Linked DNA regions of Zea mays: regions 2 and 3 are each linked to region 1. Evidence: chromatin contacts called from public Hi-C data. All regions are on one chromosome and are shown on one strand. The core of a region is the stretch at or near the end of the contact, and the rest is flanking DNA. Distances in the headings are between cores, read along the strand shown.

Evidence for each region. Hi-C and Micro-C count contacts between places; a contact is called where the count stands out from the background.
Region 2: a Hi-C map of ear shows a contact between it and region 1, with 2.6 times the contacts expected there. The contact joins the promoter of LOC100283847 here to the promoter of LOC100281414 in region 1. A contact is called at or near these places in 2 of 25 Hi-C or Micro-C datasets (ear and tassel).
Region 3: a Hi-C map of leaf mesophyll shows a contact between it and region 1, with 3 times the contacts expected there. The contact joins the promoter of LOC100194098 here to the promoter of LOC100281414 in region 1. A contact is called at or near these places in 5 of 25 Hi-C or Micro-C datasets (endosperm, leaf, leaf mesophyll and 1 more).

Annotation. Positions count from the first base shown.
Region 1 is chr1:61,843,351-61,845,880 of Zm-B73-REFERENCE-NAM-5.0, forward strand. It overlaps LOC100281414, which reads right to left and starts at 1,262. Exons shown (of 22, transcript NM_001154332.2): 1 at 949-1,262. The coding sequence starts at 1,035.
Region 2 is chr1:62,570,522-62,573,051 of Zm-B73-REFERENCE-NAM-5.0, forward strand. It overlaps LOC100283847, which reads right to left and starts at 1,260. Exons shown (of 19, transcript NR_182002.1): 1 at 880-1,260; 2 at 416-514; 3 at 1-50.
Region 3 is chr1:62,467,472-62,470,001 of Zm-B73-REFERENCE-NAM-5.0, forward strand. LOC100194098 reads right to left here and starts at 1,273. Exons shown (of 8, transcript NM_001401391.1): 1 at 897-1,273; 2 at 577-701. The coding sequence starts at 929. It overlaps LOC100274107 (alpha/beta-Hydrolases superfamily protein), which reads right to left. Exons shown (of 14, transcript NM_001415957.1): 14 at 1,854-2,530. The coding sequence ends at 2,234.

The DNA of each region.
Region 1 (2,530 bases), core at 12-2,511:
AAGCATGAAAAGGTACTAGGAGTAACTGAAGTGGTTCGCTTCAATTGGTCAATGCATCTGTGTTTTTTTCTGAAATAAATAAAAAGATGTTAAGTATCAGGGTTGGTCCATTATCGACAAATCTTTTTTGAATTTCATGAAGCATCCATGTTGATCCACAAAGAATGTACACATTTTTTATGGTTGATGGCAGGTTGTGCTACAGCAAGTGTATATCTCCATATCAGCCTCATAAATTCTTCCCCTCGTTGTATTGTTGCTTCTCACAACCACAATATCACTAGTTGCTTCGTTTCCCATATTTGATATACTCTAGCATGTTTTTACTGTTTCTGCCCCATGTTGCATACCACGAATACCCTAGACTGGTCTTCCTTTACAGCCTGCCCCATGTTAATCAATATCACTTTCTTTTGCGGAAAAAAGCAATGTCACTTATCTCAGCAGCCCGCCAAAACCCCTAAGTTCTCAAGGCAGATCAGACCCACAATACTCTTCCCACCATTGTACAGCCAACAGTCCAACACGACAGACTATAGGAATGCACTTCTAATTTGTATCTCTGGCGCACCCTGATGGCAAATTTCGCCTACAGGCAGTCTGAATCTGAACTGCACTGCCAGCAATCCACCAGTATCACCATCAATCCGTTCAAATGTAGCTACCGAGGACCAAGCGGGCGGAAACTCTACAGTCCGTCACATCAGCACCGCAATCTAACCAAGGTCCAACCCGCTCTATTAATAGCAATAGAAGCAGCGACTTGTGTAGACCAACACCACAGTGGAGAAGCGCATCCTTGCAGCTCAAACCATGCAAACTTGACAAGCAAGGTACCGGGCACCCAGCGATACGCGAAATAGGGGAGGGAGATGCTCATCAGCACCGGATACGCAAACCGCACCAGACCCCCGGTACCCACGCAAGGAACCACGCGAACGCACGCACCGTGTTGCCGTTGGCCGCCGCGGGGCCGCCACCTCCGCGCTGCTGGTACCGCTCGAACGCCGCCCCCGCCACCGGCGCAGACGACATCCCTGTCCCACCTGCGCCAGCGCCGCCGCCGCCGCCTCAGATCGGCAGCTCCCGCGCTACGGCAGCCGCTGCATTGGATCCGGAGCAGCAGCAGTGGGCGCCGCCGCCGATCTGGCGCGCCTCGGAGGGGCGGCGGTTAGGGTTTGGGTTTTGTGCGGCGGCTTCTGCAGGAGGAGGCAGAGGCGGAGAAGAGGAGCGGGTGGTGGTACGGCGAGGGAAAGGGAGGAAAGGAAAGCGACGCAGACGGTAGCGCTGTGAATGCGATGGCAGCAATGGCGCTGTCCGTCTTTCCCCTCCCTCCCTCCCCTCTCTCTCTCTCTCTCTCTCTCTCTCTCTCTCTCTCCCTCGTCCAGGTCCAGCTGCACGGGCGGGCTGTCCACTTTGGAGCCTCTCGGGCGGTGGGGGAGTGGGGTTGGGGGCTTGCTCTCTACGCTTTCTCTCCCCGCTAAGCTAAGCCAGCGTTCGGATAGGAGTAGGTGATTTGTGTTAATTCTTTCCGTTAAGCCCCTGGCCCATGGTTGGGTTTGGGTCCTAACTAATCTTACCTATTATGCAAGGTACATATAATTCTTGTTTTTAATCAATCAATCAACCAACCTTAAATTTAACGAACTATATAGAAAATATGCACATTCGTAACAGGTAATAAACATCAATAAATTAAAGAGATGTATTTTTATAATAACGTATTTGAATATATTAATGCCGGTACTATTTCATATACCTTGTCAATCTTGACTTAGTTTAAAACTAGGATTGCATTTTTTTAATGGATGTAATACTGTGTGCTTAGATTTTTGAAATCAAATAGAGCGATTTTCCTTCAGTAATTAAGTATATTATTCTTTAATAAATTTATTTGGTAAATAAAAAATGAACAACAGTAACTAGAAGAAGAGTATAAAGAAAAATAAAATATAAATAAATCGATTTAGTAAATAAATATATAAGAGTAAAATGGAAAGAGCAGGCATAAACTATGCCATATTTGACAAACTCTAGCTCTAGCAAAAATATGTCGATTATGCATTTGCATGACTCCTTTCATTTATAGTTTAGATTAAATATAAATATTTAAATCACTTTAATTTAGTGCATAGTTTGTAGAGCCAACATAGATCTTGGAACCTTAGAGATATGTCAAACGAACCCTTAACATTGTATTTTGTTTGGTCATCCAAAACTCGACCTGCGAGGGGTAAGACAGCCCTCGGGCATTGAATTAAAAAGAAGATCTTCTCACACAGGTCGAGAAAAACCCACAGACAAGGGGATTTTTTTAACCACAGCCTGAAAATCGCTCCCACGGGGAATCGAACCCAGGACCTGAGGAGTGCTACTCAGACCACCTAACCAACTCAGCTAGAGGCCCTTTCGCTGTTTGGTCATCCAAAACGAGGGCAACAAAACTTCTTTTTATAATTTCATGGTGATGAGATATATGGTGTTGTTTGGTTCAGACGTTGTTAATAGAATAGTAATGGGATATCTTAGC
Region 2 (2,530 bases), core at 10-2,509, 730 kb after region 1:
TCCCCTGGGCCAAAAATCACCTCCTTGACAACCTTATTTCCATCAGGGTCCTGCACCAGAAATATCCCCCAAATGACTCAAATCATACAAAAGGAACGCAAAGCATCATTTTCTCGAATGCTCTGCTCTGGCCAAAAAAAAGAGGCGTGCAGGATTATGGTACTACATGATAGTATTTTCTATATAGAATTTGTCAGGATTAACTGAAACAGCAAGAAATATCCACCTAAATGTGGTCCTAGAGGCAGACATCTGTTTGAGGCCAGAAAAGGGTATGAAAGCGGCATTGCAGCCTGAAGGCTTGAAACTGGCCACCAAAAAATTAGTTCCCCGTCTGCCAACCACCTCACTAGTTGAAACAAGCCGTAGTTCCGGGAAATTCGAACTGCAAGTTAAGCATGGTGCCGAATCTCACCATTTTGGACAGGAGCTCCTGCCGGTAGGGCCTGTCGACGCCTGTGGCACGCAGGAAATTTGCGTAGAGAGGCTCGTCAAGCACCTCCATGTCGTCCCTCTGGAGCCATACATACAGGAAACAGAAATCGAAAATCAGTTGCCAAGTTAAAGTTAGCGCACATGAAGAAAAAAAAAAATGGGCGCAAGGCGCACTCAGAGTGACACTGGACGACAACAGTTTCCTTGTGATGAGCACGCGCATCGCATAGGCCCCCTACCGTACCGACTACCGCCTAGCACCAGCCGTCCAGCCCTCGTCGGAACGCCGCGAATGCTCGCGTTGCAGCTGAGCGAGCGAGCGTGCACTGGAACGGGTCCCCATCCGTTTGTGATATCCCCTCTCCCGCCGCATGATGAGCTGAGGCGCGAACAGAGCAGAGGAGGAGGAGGAGGAGGACGAGGAGAGGAGGAGGAGGAGCAGACCTGGGCGAAGGAGTACATGAGGCTGGTGCTGAGGGAGCGCGGCGCCGACCACGCGTGGATCACCACGGGCGACTCCGCCTCCGACGCCATTCGCCCGCGGCCGCAGCGCCTCGCCGATCAAGTGGAGACTGGAGGAGGGGGGAATTTCCGGGTGGTTGGTTCCTCCCGAGTCGAATTTGACCCGCCCGAGTGTGCGACTGAACTGTGGGAACAGATTGGAATGGAAGGCTATTATTTAGGACTGTAGGAGTAGGGGCCGCGGGGCCGCGGGGAGCACAACCATTGGTGCCCTGATGCTTTGGCGTCGCCGCCGCGTGCTTGGCCTGGTGGGTGGAGTGGCGAGTGCCGTGGGCGCGGCGGGGAGGTCGACGCGACTGCCAGGTCCCGACCCGCCTCCCTACTCCCCACTTCCCCAGCTAGCAAAAGGTCACTACGGCGAGCGGCGTGTGTATTATTGCTTGTCATTTTTGTCATGTCACGTACTAGGGCCTTGTGTGCTTATCGGAATTTGGGATTCTATTCAGGTACGTAGGAATTTGTTACAGAGTTCTTTGATGAACCCTTGCTCACGCATAGAGATGGCAATAGAACCCGATCCCCAATTTTCTGCGAGAAATTCCTCCATTAGAGATGAAGATGGGGAGGAAACTTACCTCGCGGCGATATAAATAGAGAAAATGTATCCCCCAACGGATAAACAGGATGGGGACAGAGAATCATTCACCATTCTCATTCCCCGCGGGCCGCGGGGACCCATTAACCTTGCACGTGACTATGACGACAAAAATAAATAATTATCTTTCAAGAAACCACTAATTATACAAATGTGTTTATTTTAATGTATACATAATGATTTCTTACCTATGATATTATGTATAAATGACAATATTTAATATTAATAACAAAAAAACTTATGTCTTAATTATAATTTAAACAATATGGGAATCATTGTTGTGAATTTATTTTTTTCGTCGCGGGGACCGAATTGGAGAGCTATTCCCAGCGAGGAATTAGCCGTTGTCATCCCTACTCACGCCAGCTATAGATTAATTGGGCCGACTCACGCCACCATTATAGTTCTTACTCCATTCAGGCAGGCCCGAAGGACCCCGTCTTGGGCCGACTCGCCCGTTTCTCCTGCAGCCCACCAGCTAACGGAGTCGAAGCCTCTTCTGTTGTCGGTCTGGACAGCATGATCGGCGCTGACACTAATCGTCGCTGACTCTCTCACGCCAGTAACTAGCCGACGAACGAAATTCAGGTTCAGTGCTTCGATGCAGAATGCGGTGATATACCGTTAGAATGGGGAGGTGGATTGGGCGGAGACGTCGCATCCTGCCTTCACGCCCACGAACACGATTGCACGAATCAAGAGGACATGTCTCCTCCCTCCGTTCAAAACAACTACTACTATAAGATATCACTCCGTTCTTTTTTATTTATCACGATTTAGTTTAAAAAGATCTAGCGAACCATAAATATTCGAGAACTTAGATAGTATGTGCAAGTCAAGTCCGTGGAGGGCGGCGCTCCCTCAAAAGGATCACCAAAAGCCTTTCGAGGAGAATGGCGAATGGGTGCATGCATACCAAAGAGCAAACGTCTCGCCTGTTTTAGGCACTCTATGAACTCACGTTCAACGTATGACGAA
Region 3 (2,530 bases), core at 23-2,522, 620 kb after region 1:
CAGAGAACACCTCTAGTTAATTGGGAAAGAGTTATTCATGTAATCTACTATGAAGAAATGGTACAGTCAGGATCGTAGTATGTAGATTGAGGTAGTTATATATGGTCATTTCCAACAGTGTAACATAGGTGGAAATGGAAATGGAAAGTGAAACTTACATCATATTTGAATTAAGCATTAACTACTGCCGTTTAGAAACCTTTTTCATTTCTAATTTCAGTTCAAGGCGACTGAGCAGTAACCAAAAGAGAAATGCAAATTAGTAAAAATTCAAATTAAACGCAACTGGCCAATAATCGAATCGGTGTGTACACTGCATGAAATTGCAGTTGCCCAGCATTGGCAATAACTGAACGGGAGTGCAGATTACGTTCAGAAAACTATTTTTTCTGATTTCAGTTAAACACAACTGAGCAACAACGGAAGGGAAACGTGAGTAAAATGATTTTCCAATTAAACAAACTGAACAGTAAGTGAATGTGGGTACAGATTAGATATGACTGATCGCGGCTCAGGCAAATAGTGAAGAGCAGGTAGCTCGGCTAACCCTGAGGGTTCAGGAATCACAGTGGGTACCTGGCTGGTATCAGCGTGAGATAGGTGGCGGCTGAAGGGAAGAGGTGGACCAAAATGTGGACGAGGAAGATGATGACGGCGAGGCCCTTGCACAGTTTGGTGAAGCCCGTGAAGAACCGGCCTCCCTGCATCGGCGAGATCGATCGATCAGACATGCATAGCAGAACTGTAGAAGCACGGTCCGGTCCTTCCGAACTGGTGATCCTCCGTTGTAAGGCGTCGATTCAATGAGAAGGCGGGAGAAACACGGGCAGATCAACGGACACTCGTCAGAAGTGGAAGGACGAGAAGAGGGGCGCGGGCAGTGGTCCATACCGTACCCCTGCGGGGGACGGGATTGCGGAGGCGTTCATCGCGTCGGCGGCAAGCCCCCCTCAGTTCTCCAGCGAACCCGACCCGATGTCACTGACACTCGTCAGAAGTTTGGCGGCAGGCGCTCGGGACTCGGAAGGAGACGCGGCCGGCCACCCGCTGGTGCAGGCAGACGCGGTGCTGCGCTTCTTGCTCGGCGGGGATCTCGCAGAAATGGACTCGGCGGCGAAGAGCCTCCTCGGCGTCCTCCGTCGCCGGTGATTGAACAGAGGCGAGCGCGGCCGAGTCGGCAGTCGAACGAGCCGGGGGGGGTTTACGCGGCGAGGGAGATGGACGGGTGCGACTCAGCTAGTCTGGGTGGGCATGGGCCGGTCCCATCCACTCGAATCGCAGGGACAACACTGGCAAATGCACAGCCGCGCGGGCGGGGCACTAGGGCCGGGGCCTGTGGGTTAAATTGGCCGGTCCCACCATTGGGACTAACGGTCCAAAGTCCAAACCCAGTAGATCGGTATACGTTATACGAGTATTCCAAGCACAATATGGGCATACTATATTGTCTTCCGTTGTCAACCGTCGTATACCGTATCAGCGAGCCCATATTATTGTCTTCCAGAGAATGCAGCAAAACAACCCATTCGGCCATTCCCACCAGCCTGCTCCTGGATCAACCGTCGTATACTCAAGCAAATATTTTATCGGATTATCAGTATCTTCAGTATAGAACTCTTGTTATTAACACTATTTTTTCATTAGATATCCAGAAAATCACTGACCCCAGAAAAAGGATCTCCGCCCCCGTATACTCGTATCGGCGAGAAGATAGACTACTCCACATCCTCTTGACGTCGAGGCGGGCGGCAGTACATCACCGGCGTTTCGCTTTCAGTTTGCTACCTCAAAGTCCAAGACGAAGTACCACACATAAATTTACGCAAAACAAACTACAATGATTTTTTTTGGACATTAAATACAATTTAAAAAATTGACCCTATTGCTCGTGTAAGAATTCAACTCTACGTTAAGAGGCACATTACCCTTTACTATTTAAAAAACTACAAAATAATCAGCTTTCAAATTATGCTACAAGTCTACAGCACATTAGTAAGAACAAAGGTCTTGCCAATTCACCGCAACCGAAAGTAGTGGAAGTTGAGAGATGGTATAAATCAATGGGGGCGCTACAATTCCTTCTATATACACACGAACGTCCTGAAATCACCTGTTTCCTTTCCATTTTACACGTAAAACCAATCAAGCTGGACATCAGCCAACGGCGATTCTATGACTATGAACACAACGGAACACGTATTGTCAAAGGTGTCATCGTCTATCTTTCCTCGCCTTAGTCGTTGTTCTTGAAGAAGGAACCCCATTTTTCTATCAGGCCGCCTGTCCGGCTCTTCTGAACTACCAAAGTTGCTCTTGTGCCATCCTCTCCATTGGCATTCTGGGTCACTTTCTGGGAGTCTACCGAAGCAGGTTGTCCATTCACCATCTGTGTTGGTGCCAGGGGCTCTGAGGAACCAGAAGCAGAGACCGAAGCACTGCTCTTTCCGGCGTTGCAATCTGTACTTTGCCCTTCGCTGACTTTTTCTCCACTGTTGGGGACATTCGTATGCTTGTCAGGAGCATCAAATGA